2 separate regions of the Gasterosteus aculeatus genome follow, and region 2 is linked to region 1. A link is a contact called in public Hi-C data. All regions are on one chromosome and are shown on one strand. Each heading gives the region's core, a stretch centred on a gene start, on an enhancer-like site or on the middle of the called end of the contact. The rest is flanking DNA. Distances are from core to core; before and after follow the strand shown. Region 1 holds the start of dnajc12 (DnaJ (Hsp40) homolog, subfamily C, member 12). Region 2 holds the start of LOC144409476.

Region 1 (5,978 bases), core at 1,998-4,497:
TTTTTGAGATACCTAATGAGCACCAATTTTCTATCCCTGCCCATTAAAAGTTGAGTAAAATACTAAAGACCCTTATGACTGCTCATAACATGAGTCATTTCTACCTTCCAACAAATAATACCACACAACGCAGCAAATAATGATAGTTGTATCTTACATTAGCCGGTACCGATCCTGCTTCGGCTGTAGTTCTGACAAAGTGTACAGGATCTCTGACACTGCAAATGTACTCAGAGCAGCAAGTCTACTACTAGTGGAAGATGCTTTGCTCATGTTCGGACTATGAAATAATGGAGTTTCATAGGTTTGGCTTAATACTAAGTCTGTCCAATAGTGTCCAGCAGTGCATGTGAATATCTTATCGTGGAACGTTTGCATTGAATAAATACCTGGTTAAAGATGTCTTCTCTTATGGCTTCACAGCCCATTCTATGTTTACAGACAAGACAGGAAGCAGTTGCAAACGACCCTGAAATACAAATAAATAACAACGTAAAACACCCATGGACAAAATGATATTGGAAAAAAAAGAAAGATCCATCGCTCAGCTGTATCACTCACCATGACACTGAATTATCCGCTTAACTCCAGACACCTGTTCTAATGTGTCAATGTTTTGTGTGTAATTGCGTAGCAGCTTGCCCTGCTTATCCAGCAAAGATATGAATTTGTGACAGGGTGAAGGCTGGAACTGGCCCGGGTAGATCTCCTGTAACAAAGAGGACGCATTCAACCACGGCACGCTATGAGCGGGAGGATCATCCCTGGACATGCATAATCTGCACCCTTCATCTGGAAAAATGTAAACTTCTTTCTAATCTTTGTCATCATCTCAAATGTTTGAAAAGTTCAACCTCGTGACTCCAGATGAATGAAGCCTCCATGTGTGTTTGCAGAGAATGTTTCTTACAATATTACCCAAATACCTTTTCCGAGCACAACAGTCATGGGTTCTAGAGTAGGCCTTCTGTATGCATCACCTCAGGGGCAAACAATTTATCATATGGATACTGTGTGAAATGCAAAAATGGAAAAGATATGATGCGCATTTTAGTGTATATTTCTTCTTGTTCGTCTTCACCTGTGACCAAAACCATGCAACATAGGCGGGCAAATCCAAAGCTATACGTGAGCATGTTTAGTTTTTCATACCTCATTTCAACAAAGTATAGAATCCTGTTACATCATACATCTGGGGCTTGGAGGGCAATTAAATCAGTCATTTTTATCCAATTTTTTGTGACGTGGATCAGTAAACGAACCTTAGCAAACTTGAAAAAGGGTCTTGGGTCCCGTCTGAAATATTCAATGTCAAACATAGCTTGAGGGTCTGGAAGATCTGGAAAATCTACAGCAAGCCGTGCATAAATTCCATCTCTGGAGCGGAAATCGGGTATTCCACATGAAACGGACACCTAAAAAAAAAAAATTAGAAATTCACAAACAAGATCACAAGTCTGTATCAAACATACAGACTTAATATCATTGGTTTTATGCATTTACTCAAACACATAGTAATTCAAACAGTAGCACTGTTAAATACACACCCCAGCACCAGTCAGCACAAGGATCCTTTTACTTTCATGCAGTAGCCTGACCACATCTTCTAAGGTGTTGATATCTTTCCGCTTCTTTCTTTTTGGAGGTTCTGAGATGTTGATGATAATCTGCCACAATGTCATGTCGTCTAAATCGGGCGGGAGTACAGTCTCGGGCAGCAGATCCCTCAGAATGGTCCTTGGGTCCGTGTCTCTGATCTGCGGCTGGATGTAACCGTAGGAGCCTGGCGGAGAACACAGTGACAACAGGTCTGCTAGACGGCTGAGGCCACTGCAATGGAGTCAGAAGATGCTGAGGACTGTCCTCGTCATACTGGAGACGTCAGATCGAATCTGTTACCTATTTGCGGTTGAGGAGTCCAGTCGCTGGAGCTCGCATGCGAGGAGCGGTCGTCGTCCTCGTTGATGTGGTCCGGCGTGCCAGCGGGTCCGCTGGAGGACAACTCGTCCTGTCCGAGGACATCTGAGCGCAGAGAGGTTTGGTTAAAGGAATGTATAAAGCTAGCGGGTACGTGCGCAATGCTCGTTCACAGGCGATACAACGTAACATCGTTACGGGACAGAGATGCCTAAAACACGCTAAAGTGTCTCCCAAAGTTTAGTGCCGTGAAGGGACTTCAAACGTTCTCACTGTCATTTTCAGCGTGGACAAACTAGGAAAAAAGTTTCAGCCTTGAGAAGTAGCTAAAGTTAACCGGCACGTCTCCTAAGTTGGACACACGTATTCAACTGTGTTTTAACTGACGTTAAGTTAGTTGGCAATTAACGTTTCAAACTTCAAACCGTTTTAACTGTTACTTGCTAAAAAAAACAAGCTTTTCCCACTACGGTTCGCGTAAAAACTTGTAGCTTAGTTAGACGTCCGTCTCTTGACATACCAGCGCTGTCCTCGCGTTTCGCGACTGGAATGAGCGGCTCGAAGTCCAGCAGTCCCAGTCCATTGTTGTCTCCGCCTGGCGCTGCCGGGGCCTGCTCCACCGCCATCGCCGGCTTTGCTTCCTTCTCCGCTGTTTGCGTACAATTAATCGCCGCTTCCCGGCTCTCTTTGGCCACGGAAAAACACGGCGGGCGGTCTTCGTGAGCGACTTTGAATCCGTTGTTCGTTATCGGACAGATTTTCGACCTTTTTGCAGCAGGTTCTTCCATATCGGATCCGCCTGAAAAGGCCATTCCGAGACTAGTCTCGCCGTCCGCCATCTTCAACCCGCAGAGCCGCCGAGCAGATCCTTCCTCTCGGACAGCTGTCTCATTGCTCAGCGCACGTGACTTATTCTCCACCAGTAGACACGGGCGGAACGTCCCCCTTTACGTCAATGACGTAAAACCATAACAAAATATCGCTGCCTTCAGGCTCTGTCCGAATAATTGCTATCGAATCAAAGTACTCACGAGACGGGAATAAAACGCAAACGTCAGACATAGCGGGAGCAGCATATATGAGCTATGTCGATAAATGTGTTTGTGCGGCATTAGCATATTGCATCTTTGATAATAAACTAAATGCCTCCTGTAGACTTTTCTATTTAATTTGGCCACATACTTGACACCGCATGATATGGAGCCCAGTCATTACAGATATGATTAGGTTATTGGTAGTAAGTATTTTGTCTCCTAATTTTGAGGACTACTTTTGCATTAATTCTATGTCCAATGAACCGTCAACACTTCGAGCTGTCGTTTCGACACCTGAATGCATCACACGTCATACAGCGAAAACGGATCGTTGAATTTTCGCCGCAACTCAGAACAGATCCTCGACCATTTTTATTTGTCAGTTGGACATTAAATACTGAACGCTAACTGGTAAAACAATTAAAATTAATTGAAGCCGATCCAAACGCCTTGAAGCCAACATATGTTAACCAGGACTGCAAACATTCAAGCTGCTCCGTGACAACAGACCATTAACGTTATAAGTGTTATGGAGACTATTCTCAACTGCAGACCAGAGGACTGGGATGATTACTACTTGTTATTAGGATGTGATGAATTGTCGACGGTAAGTTATTGCTTGTGTGTTTGAGGATCAGCCTATTTGTATATGTGCATCAACAAACCAAGACATCAAGATACTGACTGAAGAATTCAGAAGTTAAAGATAACGTAGAATGCTGGATGCAGGTAAAATATCAGCTGCCTCTAAACTTAAATCTGATTGAATTGCGCATGTAGATGTTCGTCTGATCCTGCAGCTCCAGCAGTACAATATGTCAGAGGAACTAGTGCGTCATAGAGATTCTTTGTCGGGTGGGTCTCAGTGTTTTTCCTTATTAACGTTAATTCATTTAGTCAACATGGGAACATGAAGGAAACATACGATTCACCGAGTGTTATAGAGGTTATGTTGATAATGTCCATAGACAGTTTCCTAGCAGCAGTAAGTGTTTGAGTTACGAGTACAAGGATCGGCATAGATCAATACGTTTTACAAGGAACCCCCCCTTAAAAATACAATATTCATTTCACGTTGTTTTATCAGTGGGTTGCCCTTGATAACCAAATAAGTGACTTATTACCGAATTACAAATATTTATATTAGCAAAAGCTAATTTTTTGTGTAATTTCCTTGCAGCATGAACAGATTCTGACTGAATACAAGATCCGAGCCTTGGCTTGTCATCCAGACAAACACCTGAACCATCCAAGAGCAGGTAGATCAGTCAATCCTTGCTTTTACACCGCAGAGTCTCAGATACACATAATCATTTTTAATGATTACTTATTCCACAAACACGTAATGCCTCTTTCGGATGTCTTGACTTCAAAGCAAATTATGTTAATGTGGAGCTGCAACTGCATAGAAACCAGGATCCTTTCTCTAATATGGTAGGCATAATAAACCACCTTAGACCCTGATATTTTCTTTCTTTCTGGCAGTGGCAGATTTCCAAAAGCTGCAGGAAGCCAAAGAGGTTTTATGCAATGAAACCAAAAGAAAAAACTATGACCTTTGGAGAAGAAGTGGAGTAACTGTGTCTTTTCATGACTGGCAACCCTTGAATGACACTGTTAAAACTGTATGTAATGTTTTAACTTGAAAATACAAACACAGTCAACAAAAACACACACACAAGCATGTGTGTGCATATATGTGTATGTGTGTGTCCTCATTTAATTCAATGAGAAAGTGTGTCCAAAGTTTTGACTGTTTCAGTGTATACAGTGTGTGTGCGTGCGTGCGTCTGCGTGCGTATACAAGTAGTGTAAAGTGTTTAATTTAGAAAAGCGTGGTGATTTATATGGCCATTTGTTTTCAGTCAATGCACTGGGCTTTGAAAAATAAGAAGGAACCAATGTTGGAGGCTTCCAATGCTGGGAGTGTCCCTTTGCAAGCGGAGGACCTTCATTCTGACCAAGAAGCTCAGAGGATCTCCTCATGTGATGCTATTCCTTCTACAAGTAAGTGAATTTTTGAATATTCTCAAAGGAAGGAAAAGTATCAATTTGCTACTAAAGTGCAAACATTTACGAGTGTGGAAGAGACAATACGCATATTAAATTCCTGGTTTTCACTTTTTTGCGGCAGATATTAAACATGCTGGTACCTCTTCCATTCACAGCTACGGTATTTTTACCCTGAAGTTATGGCCTAAAATAAGCCTGGAAAACATTTTTGGATAGAGGGAGAACGTATGCTGCTTAAGTTTCCCTCTGCTGTGAGATTTAGGCCATTGAATTTAATAAATAAATGAAAATGGGGCGCTACGTTCAAACCAACCTTTTTTACAAAGTATGTGTGCGTTTTCGGAAGAAGTTTAAACCGACCCTGTGGTTTTGATTTTATATCAGAGTTTTCAGCTCCAGGGGGCCAGAAGTGTATCTGCTCCTTTTTCAAATTAAACTGGGTTGGCCTTGGCAACTAAATAAAGACCCACGGCGATGCAAGTGTATGTAGCAGGAAGCCCGAAGCAGAACCCGAATGCAAAAAGGACAATTTTAAAATGCTGCATTTCCATAGTAACTCTTTACCAGACAGCATACTATCTCTGCCTTCCTTCTATAACCACCCCCCTTGACATAAGATGATCAACACCAAAACGATAATTTGCATGCATCAAAATGTGCAAAGTTGGAAAATACCTTTCATAACCTCAGTGACAAGCAGGATCATGTTTTTCACCAGTATATTGCCATTGTTAATTTATTCTTAATGCAATAAAACTATTATCATCTATTATTATCATCAACTATTATTCATTCCATTCAGTAATGTATGTATTCTTCTTACAGTATTAAACCCAACTAAATGTCTTTTGTCCTCATTAGGTGATTACTGCCATCAACGTTTCCGTTGGGCTGCTGACTCCCCATCTAGTCTGCTGCAGAAGTTTAGAAATTACGAAATATAAACACATGTGTTTAATAAGTGAAATACTTTTGTAACTTTCTTGTGTCTTAGTCAGTTGGGGCCCTAATTGT
Region 2 (5,978 bases), core at 2,067-4,566, 400 kb before region 1:
CATGAGCAAGATTAAGTCAGTTGTAGTTTATAAATGTCAATTTCGATTATTTTTCTATTAATTGCCCAGCCCTAGTGCTTTGTATTAGTTATTTCCATTTCCATATATCATTTCCTTTTTTGTAGGTGCAGTGCGATTCCTGCGGTCGGTGGGCACATTTTGAATGTGCCCATTACGTCAAAAACAGTGGCACACCGTACAAATGCCCAAAATGTGTTTGCGGGGCTCTCGGTAGCACAGTTGTCTGAGCAGGCGGATCAAATCCTGCATCGACGGTCCCTCACTGCGTGTCACCCCCCTCTCTCTGTCCCCCATGTCCTGTCTCTCCTTCATTAAAGGCATGAAAACCTAAAAAATGTGCCCAGTAAATCTGCTACTCCTCAAATATTGATGAATAAAATGTGATTAATATGCTGGCATTCATGCATAATTTGATTTGATGATTGAGAGGTAGAAAACCATAAAGTAGCATTTTTTGATAGGGTAGCATGACTTGATAGACAGAGCCATCGATTTATGCGGCGGTAGCAATTTTCGACAAAGCAGCAAAAAATCGACAGAACACCGGATCCGGCCCGCGGGCCTTGAGTTTGACACCTGTGTATAAAGATATCTACATTATCCTCAGGGGCGCATGGGAAAGCAATCCAAACAGATGTGAATGCGTCTGGTGACGTGAATGCGTTTTTTTATCCACCGTTTGATCCATCGCTTTCCCCCGTGACTGGAGGATGCGGGTCATGTGACTCAAGTCAGCCCATCAAATTTGCGTGCGATGTGCGGTGGTGAAGCGCTTACGCCAAATGCGTACGAGAGCATCCCTAAAATTGCCTCTGTCATACAACCAGGAAGAAGGTGGGATAGCCCTACAAAGCTAACATCCCCAATCTCGCTGTATTCCTACTCCGAAAAAGAATGGGGTCTTCCAGGTGGAAGGTAGCAGCTGCGGCTTTTCTCGCTATAGTGGGCTCTTTATTATCTGTCGACGCAGATGAACACGAACACACGGTAAGACGGCGTTTGGAGAGAGGCCGATTGAAAAGGGGGAGCCTTGAAAGTAATGGACGTTTGTGTGTGTGTGTGTGTGTGTGTGTAGCATGCTTATTTTATTTTATTATTTTATTTTATTTTAAAATCATTAAACAATCTCAGGTATCCCCTGGAGTGCCTTCACGTACCTCCAGGGGTACACGTCCCTCAGTTTGAGAACCACTGCTCCAATGCACGTGTTTGGTGACAATGTGACCCCCTTGTAGTATCGCCTCACCTGAGACATCACAGTCACTTGAGAACTCTGCAATTTTCACCCAACTTGTCACAATTGAAAATGGATTTCTCTGTTACTTCCCCCAGAGCCTGTCTGACGGTGACATGAGCAAGTTCAGTCTCATCCATCAACCGTGAGTAAAACCTTCACTCCACTGTCACCACACACCTCAACCAAACACCTCCCCGTCTTCTTGGCTCACCTCCCTCCCCTCGTTGTTCTGTCACCTGCATTTTACTTGTTGTCAAGGGAGTAAAACATAGCAGGCTCTTCATATCCCATTGGATACTTCAATTATTTCAGTTATTTTAGTTGTTTTAATGTACTGGAGTTAAGGGGTATAGTATAATATATAAAAACCTACACACGTGTGTCTATTGAACCGAAAGATGGTTGCGTAAAATAAAAAAAATAAAAAAGTATTTGAAGGAGTTTTAATTAAACAACAGATCCATTCTCTGGCAAAAAAACTTTTAATAATATAATAATAATTGTTAATGTTTTAATAATGGCGGTATTGTGCTATGAAACCGGAAATGTGAGATGCCGTAAAGCAGGGGTCTCAAACTCGCGGCCCGCGGGCCAATTGCGGCCCTCGGGACGATATTTTGTGCCCCCATCCTTAATATGAAAGTGTAATGTTAGTGCGGCCCGCAAGTTTTATACTGTAACCCCACTGTCAGCTGCTGTGTGGGACATGTTATGATGTTCTGGTTTCCTACTGTGTGCTTGTCCAGTGAACGTGGCATGCATGTGACTGACATGGGGGGCGGGTCGTGTGTGTCGGCCGAGGTGCAGAGAGCAGGAGGGTGAAATTCAGTTTCCTGCCCTCTTTCGCGCAGGTGATAATGTGACTAACCGTTAGCATCGCTCGTTTAATAAAGTTTTCCTTTACGACTCACACTAACAACGCATGAAGCATCTGACGTCACCGACGAGCGTCTCCGTCCATTACTACGCAGCTTCGATTCACGTAACTTCACGTTTGGCTATAAAGGAATTCCACGGTCACATGACCTTAGGTCTCCCCCGCTGAGTTAGAGGACTAGTGTTGTAGTCTCATTCGAACCGATCCCCCAGGGTGGGGTTCAATGACTGCTTTTGAAAGTGAGTGTTAAGTTGTGTTATTGTCGACCATGCCGTTCGGACGCTAGTCTGGCCCGCGTTTGGTTGAAGTGGGCTGCATCTGGCCCGCAGCTGATTTGAGTTTGAGACCCCTGCCGTAAAGGATGTAGTTAGCAGACCAATCACAGCAAGGGCCTCTTGCGTCTGCGTCTCTCTGAAAACGCAGAAGCATAAACTAGGCTTAACGGACGCGGTGATGTGGGGTTTGTTTGTGGGATCAAACACCGGCATGACATTTTCTACGTTTTGACCCAAACATTGTGAATGAAAAGTTATAATTGTGGGAACAAGATAGTGTTGTTTTTCAAAAATAAAATCCCCTTGGATTTCCCAGTTTATTTTGAATTTGAATATTCTGCTCAGCCAATCAAAACTCCGGAACCTGTACTGGTCTCTGATTGGACATACTTCAAAGGGATCACATCACAGAAGCGATGACATCAAGCTGTAACAGCCAATGATATTGCAGCACACATTCACAGAAGCGATGACATCAAGCTGTAACAGCCAATGATATTGCAGCACACATTCACAGAAGCGATGACATCAAGCTGTAACAGCCAATGATGCAGCACGCATTCACAGAAGCGATGACATCAAGCTGTAACAGCCAATGATGCAGCACATATTCACAGAAGCGATGACATCAAGCTGTGACAGCCAATGATGCAGCACGCATTCACAGAAGCGATGACATCAAGCTGTGACAGCTAATGATGCAGCACGCATTCACAGAAGCGATGACATCAAGCTGTGACAGCCAATGATATTGCAGCACACATTCACAGAAGCGATGACATCAAGCTGTGACAGCCAATGATGCAGCACGCATTCACAGAAGCGATGACATCAAGCTGTGACAGCCAATGATATTGCAGCACGCATTCACAGAAGCGATGACATCAAGCTGTGACAGCCAATGATATTGCAGCACGCATTCACAGAAGCTATGACATCAAGCTGTGACAGCCAATGATGCAGCACGCATTCACAGAAGCTTATCACACTGGAACATCCACAGACATTCCATTAGAATCTCAGAGGGGGAGAGAGTCAGTCAAGTTCAAGTCACTGCACAAGTAAGACGAACATTTAGTTCTCGTCGAGACAGATTCAGTCTTTCATTAAGAACCATTTCAGATACACTGGCCCACAGTTTTTCACATAAAGACACAGCCATGAACCCTCTTCCAGGACAAATCAGAGAGGGACACAGTCTTTCAGAGATTATCACAGAAACGTCCACTCTCTCTCCAAGCCATCCAGGACCTCCACCCAGAGTTCCGATTAAAACTGAACTATGTTGTGCCAAGTACAAGATCATCAGGCTGACAGAGCAGGTAAGTGAGCTGTGGGAGTTTAAAAGGAAAATTCTCCTTGAACGGGAGAAAAAGATGGAAGACCGCATGGAGATAATTGCCGACAATGAGGCAGAGAAACTGAAACTCCTGAAGACCAGAAACGACCAGAGCAAAGAGATCGGTGGTCCTCACAGCCCACCCAAACGTCCAATCAGATGTCGGGTGAAAACAAATTTCTTTCGCACCGTGGCCAATTACGGGGAGCTGACACAGAAGGTGGAGACCGTCAGAAGACAGGAAGCCGAAATAAGCCATCTGGAGGAGAGTCTACACCTGCAGAATGAGAAGGTGGAAGAGTACAACGCAGTACAAAAGATGGAAGACCACATGAAGGACATAATTGCCAACAATGAGGCAGAGAAACTAAAACTCCTGAAGACCAGCAACGACCAGACCAAAGCGATTGGTGGTCCTGAGAGCCCACCCAAATGTCCAATCGAATGTCTGGTGAAAAAAGATTTATGTTGCTCCGTGGCCGAGGTCAGCGAGCTGACACAGAAGGTGGAGGATCTGGAGCTGACCGTCAGAAGACAGGAGACCGAAATAAGCCATCTCAAGGAGAGTCTACACCTGCAGAATGAGAAGGTGGAAGAGTACAACGCAGTAAAAAAGATGGAAGACCACACGAAGGACATAATTGCCAACAATGAGGCAGAGAAACTAAAACTCCTGAATACCAGCAACGACCAGAGCGAAGAGATCGGTGGTCCTGAGACCGATTTCTGTCGCGCCGTGGCCAAGGTTGGCGAGCTGATACAGAAGGTGAAGGATCTGAAGGAGACCGTCAGAGGACAGGAGGCCGAAAAAAGCCATCTTGAGGAGAGTCTACACCTGCAGAATAAGAAGGTGGAAAAGTACAACGCCCTGGAGAAGAGAGCATTGGACTTGGAGAACACTGTAGCATCCTGGAAGATAGCCCACAGGTCCCTTGGTGAGAAGTTTAGGGCGGAGATTTCCAAGAACAAACCGTTGAGGGAGGAGAACGTGATCCTCGAGGACATCTGCTTGTACCTCAAAAAGAAGAGCCTTGGGGTCTTTGGAAGACAGATGGAGGACAGAGACACTGAGCTTGAGAAGCTCCGAAGGAAACTGCGAGAGGGGAAGACGAGAGAAACGCGACCAGGTTTCTTCAGGCAGCTATTAAGGAGGAGCCCTGACCGCTCTCCTTCAGCCTACAATCCACTGGTCCAGCCCTCTACGTCCCCCCTCTCTCACCAAAGCTTAATAAGATTAAAGAGAGAGTTAGACATGTAAAACACCCATAATCTATCATGGATCTAACCAGTCCCTGATACATACACAACAGTGTCCTCCCATCTGCCCTCCAGTCTACACCTGGCACAGCCCTCATCAGATTCAGCACCTTCCTGAGCACATTCATTCACTGATCCCTCCATCGTCAACTTCCGTCCTTCCCGCTCACGCAAGTACTTGAACTTGATCCAATCAGCCTTCTCAAAACACCACCTCTTGCCATGACCTCGGCTCTGCATACACACACCAGCCTCAAACCTACCAACAATAGGGTAATAATCACTCCCTACGGTGGAGTCTCATCACTCGCAACTCACACCTCCCTGCCATAGACGCAGACACCCACATTGGATCTAAACAGGATTCAGTCCCTTTCCCTATATTTACCCTAGTACCACCCCCCCCCCCCCCCATTAACACATACCATCCCACAACCCTCCATACATTCCTCCACCACTGCCCCATTACTATCCGTGTGTCCACCTCCCCATATCTCACTATGTGCATTAAAGTCCCCACACCAAATCACCTTTCCACCCCCACCACACCTACCCATTACATCTAGCTGCTCTGCACAGAGGCATACAAGGGTTATAAAAATGTAACACCACTATGCCGCCTTCATTCCTGCACACCTCTATCCCGACACACTCTGCATCGTTTACCTCCACTACTACTGTATGCCAGTCCGTCCTCAACAAACTTAGCACATCCCCCACCTACACCCTCTATCCTATCCTTCCTTACAGCAAGAAACCCTGGAATTGCAAACTCTAGCATTGGTTTTAGCCACGTTTCCTGCACACAAATTACATTGGGCACTACATCTAACCCATATACATATTTCTTAAACTCCTGCCCGTTAGCTACTAAGCTTCTTGCATTCCATTGTCACAGCACCAGTGTTACAACCCCTGTTCTGTGTATAGGTATGTGTTCTGTTTTGTGTGTGTGTGTGTGTGTTCATACAG

Evidence for each region. Hi-C and Micro-C count contacts between places; a contact is called where the count stands out from the background.
Region 2: a Hi-C map of skeletal muscle shows a contact between it and region 1, with 14 times the contacts expected there. The contact joins the promoter of LOC144409476 here to the promoter of dnajc12 in region 1. A contact is called at or near these places in 2 of 6 Hi-C or Micro-C datasets (skeletal muscle and tail fin).

Annotation. Positions count from the first base shown.
Region 1 is chr6:4,520,753-4,526,730 of fGasAcu3.hap1.1, reverse strand. dnajc12 (DnaJ (Hsp40) homolog, subfamily C, member 12) reads left to right here and starts at 3,247. Exons shown (of 5, transcript XM_040177796.2): 1 at 3,247-3,558; 2 at 4,132-4,210; 3 at 4,437-4,576; 4 at 4,817-4,958; 5 at 5,826-5,978. The coding sequence starts at 3,481. The coding sequence ends at 5,908. sirt1 (sirtuin 1) reads right to left here and starts at 3,007. Exons shown (of 9, transcript XM_040177770.2): 1 at 2,438-3,007; 2 at 1,900-2,022; 3 at 1,548-1,783; 4 at 1,263-1,415; 5 at 562-709; 6 at 390-469. The coding sequence starts at 2,756.
Region 2 is chr6:4,918,700-4,924,677 of fGasAcu3.hap1.1, reverse strand. It overlaps LOC144409476, which reads left to right and starts at 3,316. Exons shown (of 1, transcript XM_078104543.1): 1 at 3,316-5,726. The coding sequence starts at 3,571. The coding sequence ends at 5,007. LOC144409477 (a long non-coding RNA gene) reads left to right here and starts at 5,811. Exons shown (of 2, transcript XR_013467933.1): 1 at 5,811-5,978.